Regions from separate parts of the Mus musculus genome. Here regions 1 and 3 are each linked to region 2. A link is a contact called in public promoter capture Hi-C data. All regions are on one chromosome and are shown on one strand. Each heading gives the region's core, a stretch centred on a gene start, on an enhancer-like site or on the middle of the called end of the contact. The rest is flanking DNA. Distances are from core to core; before and after follow the strand shown.

Region 1 (3,162 bases), core at 51-2,550, 950 kb after region 2:
CAGATTGTATGGTAATGTAATTAGTTAGCTGAAGTTCTTCAGACTGCTGATTTAAGTGAATCACTTATTTCATGGTCATAGCTCTGCTGTGTGATTGACCATGTAATAACCTAGATGGTTAACCTGAAAATATTTTATTCAGCTCTCACTATAGAAATGGAACAGCACCTTATTGTATGAAACAACCATATGTCATAACAGTAATAGAATTGACTATATTTGATCAAAACACCACTAAAATTCTGAACCTTTCTAAAATATGTCGGGGGTGGGGGGAGAACATAAACAACCAGTATTCAAAGGTAGAAAAAAAAATGTTCTTGTCATGATTTCTTTCTATCTCTTCTTATTCATACAGTTTCAGGAAATATTAAAATCCAAATCCCTTTGGACGGTCATCCTGACTTCAAGTGTTTCAGCTTCCCAGATATAGGATGCTCTAGCACTGTTCCGTTCCACGGGCTGGGGAAAGTTTACTAACAGCTTCTTTCTAGGAGTGCGAAGATCAAGGAGCATTTCTTGGATATCAATTTGAATTTCAGAAGGGTTTGTATTGGGCAGTTTAATTTTCACCACCAGCTCCTGGCAGCATGCCGTTGAAGGATCCTTTCTTGTTAATCCTAGGTATACGTCCTCAGTTCCCACAGTTTGTTGGAATACAATCTCATAATCTGGAATTTCACGAACATCCCATATATCATCATGCTCTGCTCCTTCTGGAACCTCTTCTGGATTCCAGATGTTCTCACTTTCATCACTCCTGGGTTCAGGAATAGCTTTGGACTCTTTTGCTTTAGGTGGTCCAATATTCCCAGGGCCCATGGCTCCAATAGTAAATGAGCATTGCCCCTGTTCAAAATCAAAACCATCCTCTTCTTCGGGATTGAGGAGACTGGATAGTGCTTGAAGGGACCAGGCAGAAGACAATGTCACAAATTGCATATTTTTACCTTCCTTGCTCTTTGCTTCCAAATTCCCTGTTACCACATTCTCAGCTTCAGCATTTTCTGATTCCATTATTCAAATATAGATAAGAGTGTACCTCAAGGGTAGAGTGCTTGCTAAATGTGGAAGAAGGTCTGAATTGGATCCCAGGTGCTTGGTCAGTGCTGTTCACAGCCTAGGAGCCGAAAATAAACTGCCACTCGCTGTGCGTTGCTCTGTTGCCTGGGTAACAACTTTGTTGAACTTCCCTTTTCCACCTCTAGTTCCTGCTTGACTCTGCTAGCCAATCACAGGAGAGTCTCCTTTGAAACAATACCAGCAGCAGCCAATCCCAGCTCGTCCCGTTCAGGGTCTATGGCTGCCATTTCTAGTTAAGTAGATCGACCTGGGTTAGGCTGTGGGATCCATCATGCTAGCTCCTGAGAGTTCACAGCTTCTCTGCGGTAGTCCGGGTCCTCCCGCTTCTCTCAGACTGCCTCTCCCCACCTCTGCCTTTACTTTGAAGACCAGATACCCAGCTGGCTCAGCCACAGAGGTAAGAGCAGGATGTTACCATTTGTCCTGCAAGCTTTTTGCAGTGAGCTTTTCTCCCCCTCCTCCACTCCGCCCCCACTCCTCCTAAGCATCATTTTTAAAACCTGAGTGGGTTTCTATTCCTTTTCTAAAGTATTTTATTTTTATTTGGGAGGGAGTTGAGTGGTGGCTCAGCACTTAACGTTCAGTGCTCTTCCAGAGAACTGGGGTTTATTTCTCAGCACCCACATAGACGCTTATAACTCTGTAATTCAGTTGCGGGGCATCTTTTTCTGACCTCAGTGAGCACCAGGTACACATGTGGTATGCAGACATACATGAAGACAAAACACTACTCCGCTACTTTACTTGTGCCAACCTGACATATACCTAACCAAGATCTAGGTGGGAAGAAAGAATCTTGTGTTTCGACTAGCTTTTGATTACACAGCCATCTCTCCAGCCCAGGAAGAGTGAATTATAAGTGAGAAAATAAAAGTGGCCTATAGGCAAAAATGGAGGACACTTTCTCAATGATTGATGTGGGAGGGCCAGCCCTCAGTAGGCAGTACTACCCCTGGGCAGGTGGTCCTGGATTACATAACAAAGAAGGTAACAAAGAAGGCTAAGGAAGCCTTGGGGGTCTAGGCAGTAAGCAGCCCTCCTCCATGGCTTGTACTTCAATTCCTGCCTCCATGTTCTTGCCTTGAGTTCTTGCTCTGAGTTGTCTCAGTGATGGAGTGTGATCTGAAAGTTGTGAGCTAGAATAAGCTTTTTTTCCCACCCATTTGCTTTTGGACATGATGCTTGATCACAACCATATGAATCATAATTAAGATGAAAAATACTAGCCAGACTGTGGGATATTGCTGTGGAATACACCTAACCATATTGTTTGCAGTTGGGGAGGGGTGTGGAAAAAATGGACAGAATAGCCATTGGTGCTCAGAGCTCAATAAGCTATTATTCTATGGGAGCTTGGAAGATAAGAAGGCTGAGAGCTATGTAGGCAGTGCAGACTTGGTTTGTGAGTTTCACAAGGATATAAAGACTACAAGGGCCAGGTGAGGTGGTGCATGCGTTTAGTCCCAGCACTCAGGAAGCAGAAACAAGCGGATCTCTGAGTTCATAGCCAGCCTCTTTTACTGTGTGAGTTCCAGGAGAGCCAGGGCTACACAAAGAAAACCTGCCTCAATCAATCAATCAATCAATCAATCAATCAATTGCAATAAAAACTACCGGACTTGTTTGGGTGATATTTTAAATTAAAGATCTGTGGTTCTTTAATCACCTGGGATCTGAAGAGTCTATTGAGATTAAGAAGAGACTAGCATTGTTGAGGTAAAATTTTCTGAAAAGGGTTTCCTCAAGTTTGGCATACAGAAGCTATGATCCAGATGGGATTCAGGCTGTATGTGCATTTGCTGCCAGCCAAACTTTGTAATGTGTAAGAGTTTCCCAGGTGGTGCTGGTTTAAAAGGAATGAAGGAGCCATGGAGAACAGCTGAGGCTTGGAGCCTGGCAAGGCCCTTGGTGAAGGTGCAGCCTCAGGTACAGTGAAGCCCAGGATTACAGATGTCATGGGAGAAAATTGAGGCTTAACACCCTGTAGAATAGCCAGAGTCCCCAAAGAGAGCTCAGAAGAGGTTATTGGAAAAGGTGCAGACCTGTCACAGTGCAGCCCGCAGAACTTTGGAGATGCCA
Region 2 (3,177 bases), core at 85-2,584:
TAAATAGCAACCACTAAAAATGCCAAAATGCATCTAATGTCTCTGAATCGTATGAGGAGTAAAAATCTTTCTATGATACACAAGTAAATCTCAAAAGTATCTTAATGCTGAGGGGCATGCTGAGAGAAAGATGTCACTGATTCTTCTAGTGGGTAAGACCTCAGGCTACAAAGCTACACTCTAGCCAGTTTGATGATGAAGCACTTCATTATTAATAAAACATTCATCTAAAAATTCTGCAGTTGTGTTAAATAGGAGAGTGCAGGGTACCAGGTATCCTGGATGTCTTCAGTTGCTACCATTGTTTCACATATATGGAACTATATTGGGTTAATATTTCTGACGGAGAAGTTTTCATGTGTACCTTTTTTTTCAAACGACCTTTCAAAGCAATGCAAAAGGCAAGACATAGATGTTCCTCTGGGAACTGAATCTCTGCTACATCACAGGTACACAAAAGAAAACGCACACCTGGTTTAAAAATCAGTTGATCAATTATGGAGCGTTCCTAGGGACCAGTATCTTGCATAGTACCCAATCATCACGTTTCGATTACATTTATAAGCACTTTAGCCTCTGCTTACCACGCTCACATAAATATACGAACATGCATACTTTATTGTTGAATAATTCTAAGACTTTCCAGGGAAAATACCTATTAAAAGCTATCAAAATCACTTTGAAACGCAGAAGGAAAAATATATATTATAAATAAATAAATATATAATAACGTTAATCTGTGACCAAGATACTCTCAGAACACTCCATGGATCGCATTTACTCCTGAACTGATTTTGCTGGCTTCTGCAAAGTAACAAGGTCCCGGTGGATCACCTGACACTTGCTAGTTTCCCTGTCCAGGACCCTAACAGGTCGCATCACTCTGCCATTAGACCTCAGGGCTAATTGAGCCTCCGAGGAGCCAGGCATCCAGCACTGTGCCTCCTGCATTAGGAAAGGGCTCTCAGGGACAGTTTCTGCCCAGCTGAGAGATTGCCCTCCCCAACTTCGCCTTGCCGGGGCTGGCAGGAGCCCAGCCGGTCCTACCTTCCGCCAGAAGGCGCGACGCGTGCACAAAAGATGGATCCAGGCTATCCTTCTCTGCCATCAGCTCAGGCAAGTATTTCTCTTCTCCCATAGCGCGGACTTCGGACCGTGCCCGGTCAGGCGCAATTTCCGCCCGCTCCGACGCCTTGGTCCCTGGCTCCCCCGGGAACCGTTCTTCCACCGTAGAGCGCAGCTCTAGCGCCTGGGGCTGCGCAGACCGCGCTGGTACCTGCCTCTCCCGCGCCCCAGCCAGGCTCCGGCCGTGGCCTCAGCTGGAGAGGATGCCCGTGCGGCCCAACCCCGCCGGCTTCCTATTGGAAGCGGGGTCCGAGGGCGGGGCGCACGCGGAGACTATGGACTATCATTGGGCGGGGCCGCAAGTCGAGTCGCCTGAGTGGCAGGAGGCTGCTGCGGAGGGGAGGGGTGTGCGAAGTGCAAGCGCACTCTCCTGGCCGCCTTAGCCCGCCGTGTTCTCAGGCCTGGCCAGTGCTGTGGAGTGGGTGCGGGCTGCCAGGCAGGCACGAGGATGAGAGAGCAAGAATGTGTGCCCCATGAGCACAGAGGCTGAGCACTTCACCTAGGTCTCCAAGGCACAGGTGTCTCTCCCCTGGATGATCGCAGACTCTTGGGCAAGGTTGGAAATCTGAGACAAAATGTGGGCTGTGTTTCCCATGACCTATATCTTGGGGCAGAAGGATGTCCACTAATGTACAAATGAAGAAGTGCCTGGATTCTGTAGTAGAGCAAAACGCTTCCAGTGTACCTTGCCCGTGATACAGAATTAGTTCTAGGGATCCACCCATTCTTATGGTGCAAAATTCACTCACTGTGTAAACTTAGCGGGGAGAATTGTGAATGAAAGAAGCTAGATGATGCCTAACTTCTGTCGCTCTGATGTTCTCCTATTTTAGACATCAGGGTCTCTTTCGCTGCCATGGGAATGCTGCTGAACTACTTTGTATATGCCCCACCTTTATTTAAATGAGTATTTTACCCACAAGAATCATCGCCAAGGAAGGAGGGATAAGGGAGGTACCCTTCCCTTCCAGATGGGACCCCTGAGCTGTACCTTGTCTACTTAAAATGAAATGATTCTTTCTTTAAAATTATCTTTTCCCAAACAATCCCTTGTCAATATTTCTACCACCCATTCACCTGGGACAACTTTCCCAGTATATAAAACCTGCTGGGAGTTTCCTAATTTCTCTTATTCTGTCCACAGTGTTACCTAAGTATTTATTTTAGGTGAAATTAGGATGTTATATTGATTTTTGTATGACATTTTAAAAAGTTAACATGTTTCACATCCATGAGATAACTCACTCCAGCTCAGAAAAACACTGAGCAACCCAGAGATACCAGGTTTTGCTTCTGTAGTCGGTGTAATATACCTCATAGCTATGCTAAAGCTGAGGCTAAAATTCAAATGTAAGTAGTATGAAGCTTCAGACAGCAGGGTTTACCCTACTCTCCCATATGCTAGACACTTTTAGACTGTGCATACATCCAATTAGTGTTTAAAAGTATTGAAAAGGGTCTAGAGACTGGACTTGAATAATTGCCAAATGAGATAGACATACTGTGTTGTGTTTTCTCTCACGGGGATGCTTTCTAATGAGTGATGACAAAGAGAACCAGAAACACATGACAAATGTCAGAAATAATACTAGACTACACATAATCCTAATCTGTAGAGTACTTTGTGTATTTAGTACATAATGGACATCACAAAATAAAAATAAGCTATATTGACCCTTAGAAACCAATATTCTTATTATTCACCTCCAGAGGATTAGCAACCAAAGGCAAAAACCCAAATACCCTGGAGGGGTGCCCTCATCCACATTCAAATCCATATGTTCCCAGTAGGTGACTCCAAATCACTGCGTTCTCCCCTGACTCATATATTTTGAGGCCATCAAAACTGTGCATTAAATATTTTATCTTATAAATACAAATGTAAATAAATTGATAACCTATAAATAAATTATTGTTGAATAGAATATGTGTGGTTATACATAAATAAATTATAACTATTTATATGCTTCCCTCTTCTGATGCTAGGAAGACTCAATCATACCTTAATTGATTTTCAACCTGAGTTCTAGTCCTGAAAGACAATTTAAGATT
Region 3 (3,168 bases), core at 163-2,662, 520 kb before region 2:
TAAGAAAGGGTAAAGTGTCCACACTTTGGTCTTCGTTCTTCTTGAATTTCATAAGCTCTTGTCTTTAGCTGCATATGTATCAAAAGATGGCCTAGTCGGCCATCACTGCAAAGAGAGGCCCATTGGACTTGCAAACTTTATATGCCCCAGTACAGGGGAATGCCAGGGCCAAAAAGGGGGAGTGGGTGGGTAGGGGATTGGGGGGGTGGGTATGGGGGACCTTTGGGATAGCATTGAAAATGTAAATGAGGAAAATACCTAATAAAAAAAAAGAGTTGCTAAAGGGAACACGGTGCAGGAGATCCTGACCTGGAAGTGTCTCCAAAGTTGGAGTAGTCATGACAGGACAGAGACTGCTGCCAACTGTCTTTCTTTCCCAGGAATTTGGTAAAAGCAGGTGGCCCATGTCCAACCTGGAATCTCCCAGAGACCATTTACACAATGAAGATTCACTTGGAATCTTTGAATGGGACTGTAATTCAGGTACTGAGAAAAATAAGAAATTGATAATTGCCAAGAGAAAAGCTGTGAAGTAGAAAAAAATAAAATAGGATAAACCCGGAGTAAACCATAACAAAACTAAACTAGGGGAGAACAGGAAAGGGCTATCGCAGCATGGGGAGCTGGATGCTGTGTGGTGGGAACCAGAGTCTAGCTAAGCTTGAGAGGGAAGAGGTAGGAGATGAAGATGCTGAAGGAGTGGGAAGGAGACAGAAGGCAGCTCAGAGAAATGTTCTGTCTTCTGCCTGTTCATCTCTAGTCTCCAGAGACTCCACTTGCAGAAGCCAGCTGTACTAGATGGGACTGCACTGCAGCAAAGGAGCCCCAGAGAATAGCTTCCTCCTTATTGAGCCAGAAGAAGTACAAAGACTGAGTTCAAGGGCAAACAGACCTGGAAACTGCAAAACCCAGTGAAGAGAGTTGAGCTGTGGATGTCTTGAAAAGGAAGCCTACACTCTTAGAAGGTCTGCCTATAATGTAAGTATGTGCAAAACAAACCTCCCCTCCCTTTGCTTTGCTTGGGGAGGCCAGGAGGGAACAGTGATGCATGTATACCATGAATCCACAAATGCACAAGGAAACTGTTTTCAATTTGTCTAGAAATGCTCACCAGAAAAGACTAAGTGACCTTTTTCTTCTCAAAGAAATTGCTGCTTTTTTTCCCCCAAACTTAACCTGTGTGCAAGAATTTCTGTTTACGCTACCACCATATTTGATTCATCAGAAACCCCTTGACTTTGTCAACAGAGGCTTATTTGCCCACATTACCATGCTGCATGGCACTGAGATGGGGGGGGTTCTCTCTGAATCTTTATACTGACCTGCAGTATTTTGATAAATGCTATTGCCAGTAGGAGAAGGAGTCAGTAGGAAGTTTGGGCACCATCTGTGTTTGTTTCTGTAGCAATAGTAACTGCCTGGAGAAAAATCTGATGCTCATGGAAAAAATGCAGTATAAGCAGAACCCCAGACGATGCCTTTAGGATAATTACTGTACCTTTCATTGACACAGTGCTTTATGTATTTCAAACTGTTTTGATGGGCTTTTATCACGGGTTTCTACAAAACTTGTGAAAAGGGGGAATTGGTTTCTAGACAGAAAAGCTCAGCCTGGAAAATTACACTGATACTGGGCAATCTTTGGAGGACTCCAAAGTTAGTTATACAGTCTAATCTGCTGCTTGTAGGCCAGATCACACTCACCAAGCACTTTCTTTGTTCCAGGAACATTCTAAAAGGGCAAAAGAATCCTAGCTTGTTAAATATATATTTTCAGCAGGAAAAGCATAATAAAGGGGCATATTGTTTTATTATTATTTCAAGGAAGGAGAGGCTGAGGCAGAGGTCTTCTCTTCACTGTTAGCTGACAGTCAGTGAAAGATTTGTACCAAAGCATTTTAACCAAACACAATTTCTCCTAAGCAGTGACTTGTTTATATATTTAGTCATCCAGCAATATTCCTAATTATAGAGACACATGTTTAGCTTGCTCAGCTATCTTTCTTACACACCCCAGGCCAATTTACCCAGGGATAGGATTTACAACAAGTTTGCTGTTCCCTTTCCTCTTACATCTATGAGTTATCAAGAAAATGTCCCACAGACATGGTCACAGACCTATCTGAGGGAGGTAATTCCTTAATTGAGATTCCCAGGTGTGTCAGGGTCACACCTGACAACTAACAAGTTGATGACTAACAGGAGCTATCACACAAAGGATGTATCCTTAATACAGAAATTCATTGTGTTCTCAACTGTTTCATGTGACCCAGTGTGAATGACCTGTTTTAGCTATGACATCATTTAATCACTACTCATAAAGGATTGTACAAACATGCTTTTCTCCAAGTGTTTTGCTCTGATGATGATGATTCCTGTGTAGGATGAGGTTGGAAAGAAAGGAAGGTGATACAGTGCCAGCCATTTCAGAGACCAGGAGAGCCAACCTTTGAGCTAGTCTACTTGGCAGCCAACTTAAATACAAATATTCTGTTGAGCTTTTTGAAGTTGTGAAGTTTCATTCAATCCTTAGTTTCACATGTCTTGAGAGCTTATGGAATAATACTTTAGGGTGGTTGGCTACTTTTTAAAGTAGACTTTCTATTTTAGATCCCAGTCAAATGGATCCAAACCAATGGAGAGAACTAGCCAGGACCTCAAGTGGCCTTAAGTTGAGGTTCCCAGTGGCCTAGTGCTGTGACAATAGGTTCTGCCTAGGCTCCTTCTTTTAGGTTTTACTTGCTCATTTCCTAATTCCAAAGAACTGTAAATTAAAATTGTCTCACCTGGAATTCATTTTCCGTGCCTTACAAAGTGACTGACATACTGTATGAATGATAAATCAAAGCGTTCTCTCATCAGATCATCATGGCCTTTCTCCATCTGTATTCTTTCTTCTAGTTCCTGCCTCTTATCACTTTCTCCCTATTTCAGAAAGGACCCTGAGATTCCTCCAGGAGAATATGAACATTTGACCATTCTCCACTACAGAAAATACCACTAAGGATGTCTGATTTAACTGGGACTAATATGTAGAGTGAGATGAAGTTATCTTTTTGACTATGACTTTAGAAGCTTTCTTAACAAACCCAACCAAAACCTCAAGCAGCCAATCAGCCAATCATCTCTCACAAAAACAAGCAGTGAGCAGCATATAGAGCTTGAGAA

The links. Promoter capture Hi-C pulls out the DNA fragments that hold promoters and counts their contacts.
Region 1: a promoter capture Hi-C map of liver shows a contact between it and region 2, with 2.7 times the contacts expected there. The contact joins the promoter of 4931428L18Rik here to the promoter of Khdrbs2 in region 2. A contact is called at or near these places in 18 of 39 promoter capture datasets (the 3T3-L1 cell line, 3T3-L1-derived adipocytes, the C10 cell line and 12 more), 1 of 15 datasets of contacts at CTCF or cohesin (large pre-B cells), 11 of 484 Hi-C or Micro-C datasets (cerebellar granule neurons, cerebellum, cerebral cortex and 7 more), 6 of 115 datasets of contacts at active chromatin or transcription factors (astrocytes, embryonic basal ganglia, embryonic forebrain and 3 more) and 1 of 9 other capture datasets (embryonic stem cells).
Region 3: a promoter capture Hi-C map of hippocampal neurons shows a contact between it and region 2, with 4 times the contacts expected there. The contact joins the enhancer-like site here to the promoter of Khdrbs2 in region 2. A contact is called at or near these places in 5 of 39 promoter capture datasets (the C10 cell line, embryonic stem cells, hippocampal neurons and 1 more), 6 of 484 Hi-C or Micro-C datasets (the HL-1 cell line, cortical neurons, embryonic stem cells and 2 more), 1 of 115 datasets of contacts at active chromatin or transcription factors (stem cell-derived neural progenitor cells) and 1 of 9 other capture datasets (embryonic stem cells).

What each region holds. Positions count from the first base shown.
Region 1 is chr1:31,220,794-31,223,955 of GRCm38.p6, reverse strand. 4931428L18Rik (RIKEN cDNA 4931428L18 gene) reads left to right here and starts at 1,300. Exons shown (of 3, transcript NR_033445.1): 1 at 1,300-1,480. It overlaps Dnaaf6 (dynein axonemal assembly factor 6), which reads right to left and starts at 1,117. Exons shown (of 1, transcript NM_029062.2): 1 at 1-1,117. The coding sequence starts at 1,017. The coding sequence ends at 361.
Region 2 is chr1:32,170,879-32,174,055 of GRCm38.p6, reverse strand. Khdrbs2 (KH domain containing, RNA binding, signal transduction associated 2) reads right to left here and starts at 1,334. Exons shown (of 9, transcript NM_133235.3): 1 at 1,048-1,334. The coding sequence starts at 1,138.
Region 3 is chr1:32,687,280-32,690,447 of GRCm38.p6, reverse strand. It overlaps a transcript of Khdrbs2 not described here. Among named protein-coding and RNA genes, the nearest start is that of Gm24732, 120 kb to the right of the region's middle. Within about 2 kb of position 1,412, at least 2 of the 459 cell types and tissues checked have an H3K27ac peak or open chromatin away from gene starts, as enhancers often do. A contact at or near this core is called in hippocampal neurons, where this site is marked.